Regions from separate parts of the Drosophila melanogaster genome. Here region 1 is linked to region 2. The links are chromatin contacts, called in public Hi-C maps. All regions are on one chromosome and are shown on one strand. The core of a region is the stretch at or near the end of the contact, and the rest is flanking DNA. Distances in the headings are between cores, read along the strand shown. Region 1 holds the start of Rabex-5 (Rabaptin-5-associated exchange factor for Rab5). Region 2 holds the start of bab1 (bric a brac 1).

Region 1 (4,293 bases), core at 1,167-3,666, 190 kb after region 2:
GTCATTGTTTAAATCATTTAGGCTGGTTACCGAGATACTCTACCATATCGATAGCTGCGCCCTTAATCCCGCTCGCATTTCCTTCGTCGCCCATTCGCTGGGAACGATAATTGTGCGGAGTGCTCTGGCTAGGCCACAAATGAGGCCTTTGCTCCCGCGACTGCACACCTTCCTCTCGCTCTCCGGACCCCACCTGGGAACACTCTATAATACGAGTGGGCTGGTGAACATGGGTGAGTCTATACCCATTCTTATACATTTAAGCGTGGTGATTAACCCAGGGTTGGGCCTCCTTTCGCAGGAATGTGGTTTATGCAGAAGTGGAAGAAGTCCGGATCACTGCTGCAGCTCTGCATGCGAGATACCACCGATATGCGGAACAGTTTCCTGTACCGGCTGAGCCAGAGGAGCACCCTGCACCATTTCAAGAACATCCTGCTCTGTGGTTCTAGCCAGGATCGCTATGTTCCGGCGCACTCGGCACGCTTGGAGCTTTGCAAGGCTGCCATGAGGGATAGCTCCTCGTTGGGTACCATTTACAGGTTCGATTGGAATGGCTCCTTGTTAAAATCGTGACTATAAAGATTCCTTTTCAGGGAAATGGTGCACAACATAATAGCTCCGATTTTGGCCAGGCCCGAACTGACTTTGGCCCGATTCGATGTCCACCATGCCCTGCCCCACACGGCCAACACTTTGATCGGTCGAGCGGCGCACATTGCTGTCCTGGACTCGGAGTTGTTTATTGAGAAGTTTATGCTGATCGCAGGACTGAAGTACTTCAGTTAACCAGGGCACTGAAGAAATGTCTGAAATGTCTTTAGAAGAGTCCTAGCGAATTAATCAAGTACTAAACACAGTCGGAAGATTCAACTACCAATTTGATAAAATTAAAAAAAAAAAAGATTATTTTCTTATAAGTATTTAATTACAGCATGTTTGTATAGTTTAAAAGTCATATGTTTCATTTTGTTTCTTCGTTTTGTCAAGAGTTTTGTTTGTATAACTGTATATATGGAAAGTTAAGACATATTCTTTTTGAAACTTACAATTTCTAACTTGCTGTACTTTCTGTTTTATACGCCGAACTTTTGAATACACAGGGTACTCATACATAATTCGAAGACAAAATAAGAACCACAGTCATCAGATCAGCCAAATAATTCCAATTGATCAGCGATTGGAACAAGGAATTTATTGAAGCAAATCGTTAGACTTGAATTTTTTACAAATGCAACTCTTTTGTAGCGAATTGAATACACTCAGATACGAACAAATCAAAAACCAAAGAATGTTTAATCAAAAACCTATAACCAAAACCAAAGTCAGCATAATGTTGAAACACACGCGTTAAAGATAATTACATTGTTAGCTGTAAGAGTTGAACGCATACAAAGCAAAAACAAAAGCCAAAGACATCATAAGTAGTGTTAAATTCCAGTTCAAAACTATACACGAGACTTTTTCGAAACGGTTGAATTGCAAATGGGAAGTGAACGAAAACAAGAACGATCATGTTAAGTATACGTAAACTATCGATAGTAGTTGAGCACGGCAAGGCAAGGTTGCATTTTGATGACAGTAGCGAAATAGTATTAGCAATTTTTAAGACTAATCAAAACACAAACAGAGACAAAATGGTTTTTTCCAAATCTTTTTACTGCTAGACGAGAGAACAAATTTAGAAGAACTAGAGATAAAGTAGAGGTAGTGTTGAACTAGTCGAGTTGTTAGTAGTTGAGTGCATTATTGGATCGTCAATTACGAGGAGAGCTGGACGATGCAAAGGTTTGTTTGCAGATTTAAACTTTTCATTGGGGAACAAGATCGGTAACGTAGCGTAGAGCAGTTAGGACAAAAAACTTTGCAAATTTATAGTCTAGTCTAAGCCATAACTCTGTGTTTTCTGAGCTTTTTCCAATTGCTGTTGTGAACTACTACCATTAGCGACCCTTCCAGAAATGCATTCTTTTTACGTGTATAACCGTCCTAAATGTTACTACTTTATCAACTTGCTATGTCGATATACGTGTGTAACTGGTTTTAAAAATGTTTGTGTGCATCTAAGAATTGAATGTGTGTTGAAATGTTCCCTAGGACACCACGATTTTACTACATGTATTCGATCTAATTGTGCAAATTTCCCTAAGTTGCAGTTTAAATATTTTCTTTACGAATAAAATATGCTAAAATCCAATTTTAGTGGAACATAACTGAATAGTGTTTTAATTGTATGTGGGTTTACAGGTCATATGCGAACTACGTTCTTTTTTATCAAAATTATATTCAAAAGAGGGAAATCCCCCTTGTACGAAGCGAACTAGTTCCATTCGATGGGCGGCTACTTAAAGCCGGCGAACCAGCTCATCTCTAACTTTCTGAGCGATGTCCCACCACTGGATAAAAGACCATCTGGCAACGCTGGCAGCAGTAGAATTATTTATCTCCACAATTCAGTCACGAAAACAATAAGCAACAAAGGGACTCCCACAGATAAGGGAGCTGTATTTTTATAGCCACACCTCCGAGATGTCAACGGCGGCGCGACCTCCGTCTTTGCGGCTGGGCCAGCAGGACCTCAAGTGCCGTTCAGGATGCGGGTTTTACGGAACCCCCCAAAACGAAGGATTGTGCTCGATGTGCTTCCGAGAAAAGTTTAATGATAAGCAGCGGAAGTTGAAGCGTAAGTTGAAGCGTAGGTCCCCAGACAATGCTTGCATATAACTCCAAAGCCGATGAGCGTTGAGTCATGAAGTGGTTCTTTACAGAGACGGGTGGCGAGACGGGTCCTGGATCCTCTTCCTCGGTCGCCACCTTGGATCGCCGATCGCCACAGCATGCGCACCTCCAGGGAAAAGTGGAGCAGCAGGTCAGGAAGCCGTCGGACAAGGAGCAGGACAACTTGGGAACCCTGCAAAAGAAAAAGTTTACCGCTGTGCTGCAAAAAACTCTGCAGGCGGGAGCCCAAAAAAGTAATATTGCATAGCCACACTGCCTTTAAATGCTTATACTTGGATATTCCTTAGTTACCCAACAGCGTGGTCATGTGCCGGATCCCACGGAGGGCCAGTTCCTACTGCAATTGCGGCAACTTCGCATTCCCGACGATGGCAAGCGGAAACTCAAGCTTGAAATCCAGCGTTTGGACAGCGACATCCGCAAGTATATGAACGGAAATGGCGGCAAAAACATCAACGAACTATCAGATTTGGTTCAAAACGCCTACACCAAAGTCTCAGACATTGTGCACAACGATCCCAGCTTCGAGATAGCCACCAACGAGGATCGCGATAGTGCCATTGACTTCTTTGAGAAAGTGGTGATGACGCAGAACCACAAGTGAGTCAAGCGGAACGTTGATATCAGAGGAGTACATATTTTTATCTGGGAAACTCTTTTTTTTTTTTTGCAGATTTCTCTTCAGTCCCTATTTCACTACCGATGAGGACAGTGACGTGAAGGTGCAGAAGCGGATACGCCAGCTGAGCTGGATTACGGCCAAGCATCTGGACTGCAGCATCGACGAGGTCAACTCGGAGGCCAGGGATCTGGTTTACAATGCTATATCCGAGCTGGTGGGCATAGATTCGTACTATTCGCCGCAGGAGAAGCTGCAGTGCACTTGGCGCTGCTGTAGGCACATCTTTGAGCTTCTGAAGCGGGCAACTGGAGGACCCGCCAGTGCGGATGACTTCCTACCCGCCCTAATATTCGTCGTGCTTAAGGCAAATCCAGTGCGACTGCACAGCAACATCAACTTCGTTACGCGCTTCACAAACGCTTCGCGGCTGATGAGCGGCGAGAGTGGCTACTACTTTACCAATCTGTGCTCCGCCATCGCCTTCATAGAGAATCTGAATGGCGAGAGTCTGGGCGTCAGCAGCGAGGAGTTCGAGGCTCTGATGTCCGGACAGCAGCCCTACAGCACGCCCTGGGAAAGTGCCCTGTTGGCCTGCGAGAGCCTTCACCTGATATCCGAGAACATGAAGCGAATGGAGATGCTGCAGAAAAGGAACGCCCTGATAAGCTCTGGAATAACTTCATTTGAAAAAGAGCTTATCGATTTCCAAAGAGAGGTGACGGAACGAGTAGACACCGTGATTGCCAAGGCCCCACTCAACCTGCTGCCCATCAAAACACCCGCTTTTCTGATTGGTCAAGCCAGGGCGCACCTTCTCAACGAAAGCGAGGCTGGTCATTATCAAGCGAATATGCTGCACGGCGGCTCATTGACCTCCCAGTCGCTGACAGCAGCCGGTGGGTTGGTAAAGCCCGCAGCGGCGTCTAAAGAAT
Region 2 (4,063 bases), core at 1,037-3,536:
GATCGGATAATGAATGGGAGAGAGATATAGACGGAAGCAGCGCTGCGACAGCGCAGTGACAGCGCTGCAGCAGCAGAAGAGAGCTCCACCGCGCGCTTCTCTCTCTCTCTCTCTCTGCCTCTCTTTTTGTAGAATTGGAATTGCAGAATTGAAGAGTCTTCTCTTAACTGGCATATGTACTAACTTAGAAAACGATTCACAACATATGAATAATTGAAAACAAAAGTACGAAAGTTATCTTTAAGGAAGATGAAATACAAAGATAAACGTGAAATTTAAGTTGCTTAGATTCACTCACCCTTTCTTCCTCTCGGATCATCTCGGCGATCCCTGGCTTGATCTCCAAGTCATCGGCGAGCGAGGATCCCCCGCCTGAACCCACTCCGCCTGCACCTCCTCCTCCAACTCCCCCGCCGCCCACTCCACCACCGCCATGGTGGTGCGGCGGTGGAGGCGGAAGGCGTGGCTCGGCGGACGGACCTGGTCCCAGGCCACTCAGTTCCCTGGCAGCGGCCATGGCGGCTGCTGGGCCGAGGGGAAAACGGGAATCTCCAGCAGGCGATGCCGGGTGGTGGGCTGATCCGGCGGTCTGGGAGGGATGTGGGGCGGGTGATGCGTGATGGTGCGGATGCAGGGGCAGGGGCAAAGGAAGCTGACCCTGCTGCTGTGCCTGCTGCTGCTGGGGGCTCTGCGAGTGAGGTCTCGACGATCGGGACAGAGGTCCTGGCGTGGCAGCCGGCGATGGCATGTCCAGGGCGTGGATGGCGGTCTCCAGGCGCCTCGTGGCTCCCACTGTGGAGCCACTGCTCATTGGTGGTTTGGGTGGGGGTGTCATCAGCGAACAGTCCCTCTGTCTCTCTCTTTCCTTTTGCTCCAGCTCCATCCTTTCGGCCGCAATCAGGCTGCTCAGTGGACTGGGTGGTGCGGGTGGATTGAATATTGTGTCCGCCGATGGCCACCGGCGCTTTCTTACATTCCTGCCCTGCTGCCGCTCCAGTGGGGAGAGCCTCAGCTCAGCGGGATCCCAGTCCGAAGTGCGTAGCTTCTTCTCGGGCTGCATGAAGGCCAGCAGCTCCTCGGCCTCCCGTTCCCTGTCGTGTTCAGTTCTGGAAGTTGAAGTGCTCTCCTTGGGCGAGGAGGGCATTCTCTCCGACGAAGCGGCAGCCGCTGCTGCCGTGGCCGCCTCCATATGGGTCACATCCGCCAGACCACGCACTTTCAACATCTCAGCTATCCTGAGCAGAGGACCTATCTGGTCCTGGCTCACGTTGATCTCGCCGCGATACATGAACTCCACAATGGCCTTGAGATCCGACCAATTTACGTCCCGCATGATCACAATGGGATGCTGGCAGGGCGTTTCGGCCAGAAGTGTTTGGAAGTAGGGCGAGCAGGCGGACAGGACCATCTTGTGGGCCTTCATGGACCGACCATCGCATGCCAAGGTCACGTCCACGAAGCACTCGTTCTGGAGCAGCTGGTCAAAGATGGTGGTCAGGTTCGTCTGATAGTTGTTCCAGCGCAGGCAGAATTGCTGGGAGCTGGAACTGGGCGAGGCTACCGAAGAACTCCTGCCCTGTGGCGAACTGACGGGCGAAGATCCTCCCCCTCCGGCTACAGCATGACCTTGACTCTCCTTGTCCTCGTCCTTGGCCCCGCCAGTTGGTGAAGTGCGATCCTCGCTTTTGATACGCTTCTCCTCCTGCTGAGTGGGCGAGCTTCTGTTACTCTTGGGCGAATCGGCGCCCGATCCCGTCCCTTTGCGCTGCCTCTGAGCCACTGGTCCCTGTTCGGACGCCAAGCCGACATTCGTCTCCGCCTGCGCCGACGCCATTTTGTCTGCAGCTGATCGTTGATCGTTGATCGTTGGATCACCGGCGATCGTAAACGTTACGCGATCGTTATTCGTTACGCGATTCGCTCTTCACATAGCGTTTAAGGAATAAGCATTCAAAAGAATCCGCGACAATTACGACGCTCAACTGAGAGTGGGCATGTACATGTGCGTATCTGTGTGCGTGCCTCTGTCTCTCTGTGTGTGTGTGTGTGTGTGTGTGTGTCTGGGCGTGTGTGTATGGGTGTTTAACGTATTCGTTACGTTACGCGCACTACGTGGCCATTTGGCAATTAGCCCGCCGCCTCGTTCTTTCAGTTCGATTCGGTTCTCGTCGTCGTGTCCAGTGTTATTCAGTGTGTGCTTTCAGTTCCGTTTCTGTTTCTGTTTCGGTTTCAGTGTTCTATGGCTGTATTGGCCAACAAACAGGGCCAAAAGTCTTCTCAGCACGAGCGTCTGAATTAGACTGAAATCGTTTTGCACATTTTGATACGGAAAAACTCAAAACAAACTTAACACACGACGACGACGATGGCCCACGACGACGTGGATGTGGATGTGGATGTGCGGCTGTGGCTGTGGCTGTGGCAGTGCCTGTGCCTGTGCCTGTGGAAAGCTGAGGGGCAACGTTGATGTTGCAGCAACGGCAACGGCAACAGCAGAAGCGGCAGCAACAGCAACATCAGCAGCAACTGCTACTGCTACTGCTTTGTAGTTGTTGCTCTCAGGCTGCGACTGAGTTCGCGACGAAGTTGCGAATAGTTCGCGAACTGCTCTGCCGGCGCTGCGAAAGGAAAATGCGACGTAGGCAGCGCCGCTTGGCTGAGAACCGACGGCAGAGACAACGACCGAAGCAGCGGCGAGCCCGTTGAAAATGGCTGAAAACGGCGAGCTGTAGGCGCCAAAAAACGCCGGCTAACGGCACCGCATTCCTTTGCTCCTGCGCTGCGTTTTGGCTCTCCTCGAGCTCAACATCGGAATCGGCTTCGCTCGTCCTTCGTCCTTCGTCCTTCGTCGGCCTGCTCGACGCACTCGAACTCGTCCTCGTCCTCGTTCTCGGCCTCTCGCCGTTGCAACCCCCAAAATTTTGGCGCTTTGCCGCCGCACAACTACCGTTGCGTAAAAAGGATGCGTCGCTGCAAGTGGCAAGTGGCAAGTGTGCGTGCGTGAGGAAACGGAAGTTGCCCCGAAAATGCAGCGGAGAGCGACGGCGATTGCGATTGCGATTGCGATTGTGAGTGCGAGTGCGAGTGCGGATTCGAGCTTAGGCCTAATATTTTTCGGAGGTGCTTGGCAGGAGAGGGTGTGGACGAGCCCCATCGACCAGTACCCCTGGCACAAAATAGAGGAACACATCTAGGTGGTCTTCAGGAATTGGGAATGCGGCGAAAATAGTGCTGAGTTTGCCGATTATTTAGGTGATGGATATTATATATCTTATTAGGGTTCTTTTAAAAGCTTAAATTTAAGTGAAAAAATTGAAAAAATTGAAAATTATTAAATAAAATATTTTAATTATTTTTAGAATATTGGAAATCGATATTCATATGTATGAATTGCTTGTAACATTTGTAGTATGAGCATTTTGCGAGAAGTGCAGATTAGTGATCATTAGGTCTTTCGAAGCACATTCCTCTCTCTTTCTATTCTTCCCAAGCCATTACTCTTTCTCCCTCACGCATTCCACCTCATCCGACTGAGAAACAAAACTCGGCTGAAAGATGCTTCATTAATTAGTTCCGTTCGAGGTGTACCCCACACAGCCCCCCCTTCGAAAAACCATCACGAAAAACTCTCTTCGCAGTCGACGTCGCTGCCAGTCGTGCATTGTAAACAAATGCTTAGGCGAAATCAAGATGTGCGGCGAATTGGCTCTCTCTCTTTCGCGAGAGAGTTGGCTGGCGCTTTTCGCCTAAGAGACGTTTCTCTTTCTTTCAGCTGCACCTGCAGTTTTCCACTAGTTTTTCTCGCTCTCTTCATGAGTAGTGGTGATGGGCATTTGGGGGGGTGCCGAGTGGCCGAAGGGGCGGAGGGCGGGGCACTATCGTTTCAGACTGGTCAGCCTCGGTTTTTTGCCTCTGTGTGGGTGATTCCGTGTATGTGTTTATGATTATTTTTGTTATTGCCTTGCGCATTTATAATATGCGAAACATAAAATAAAAAAAAAACACAAATCTAGCAAAAATAATAAATTCTTGCAAGTGCGAGCGGGACGAAGCTACATATCAA

What was found. A called contact is a pair of places that touch in the nucleus more often than the background predicts.
Region 1: a Hi-C map of the Kc167 cell line shows a contact between it and region 2, with 2.7 times the contacts expected there. A contact is called at or near these places in 6 of 107 Hi-C or Micro-C datasets (the Kc167 cell line and the S2 cell line) and 2 of 7 datasets of targeted methods (both in the Kc167 cell line).

Annotation. Positions count from the first base shown.
Region 1 is chr3L:1,293,497-1,297,789 of dm6, forward strand. Rabex-5 (Rabaptin-5-associated exchange factor for Rab5) reads left to right here and starts at 2,417. Exons shown (of 4, transcript NM_138249.3): 1 at 2,417-2,683; 2 at 2,769-2,972; 3 at 3,027-3,339; 4 at 3,413-4,293. The coding sequence starts at 2,530. It overlaps CG32333, which reads left to right. Exons shown (of 10, transcript NM_001274317.1): 8 at 22-233; 9 at 302-542; 10 at 597-2,203. The coding sequence ends at 789.
Region 2 is chr3L:1,098,803-1,102,865 of dm6, forward strand. It overlaps bab1 (bric a brac 1), which reads right to left and starts at 2,287. Exons shown (of 4, transcript NM_167852.2): 1 at 299-2,287. The coding sequence starts at 1,834.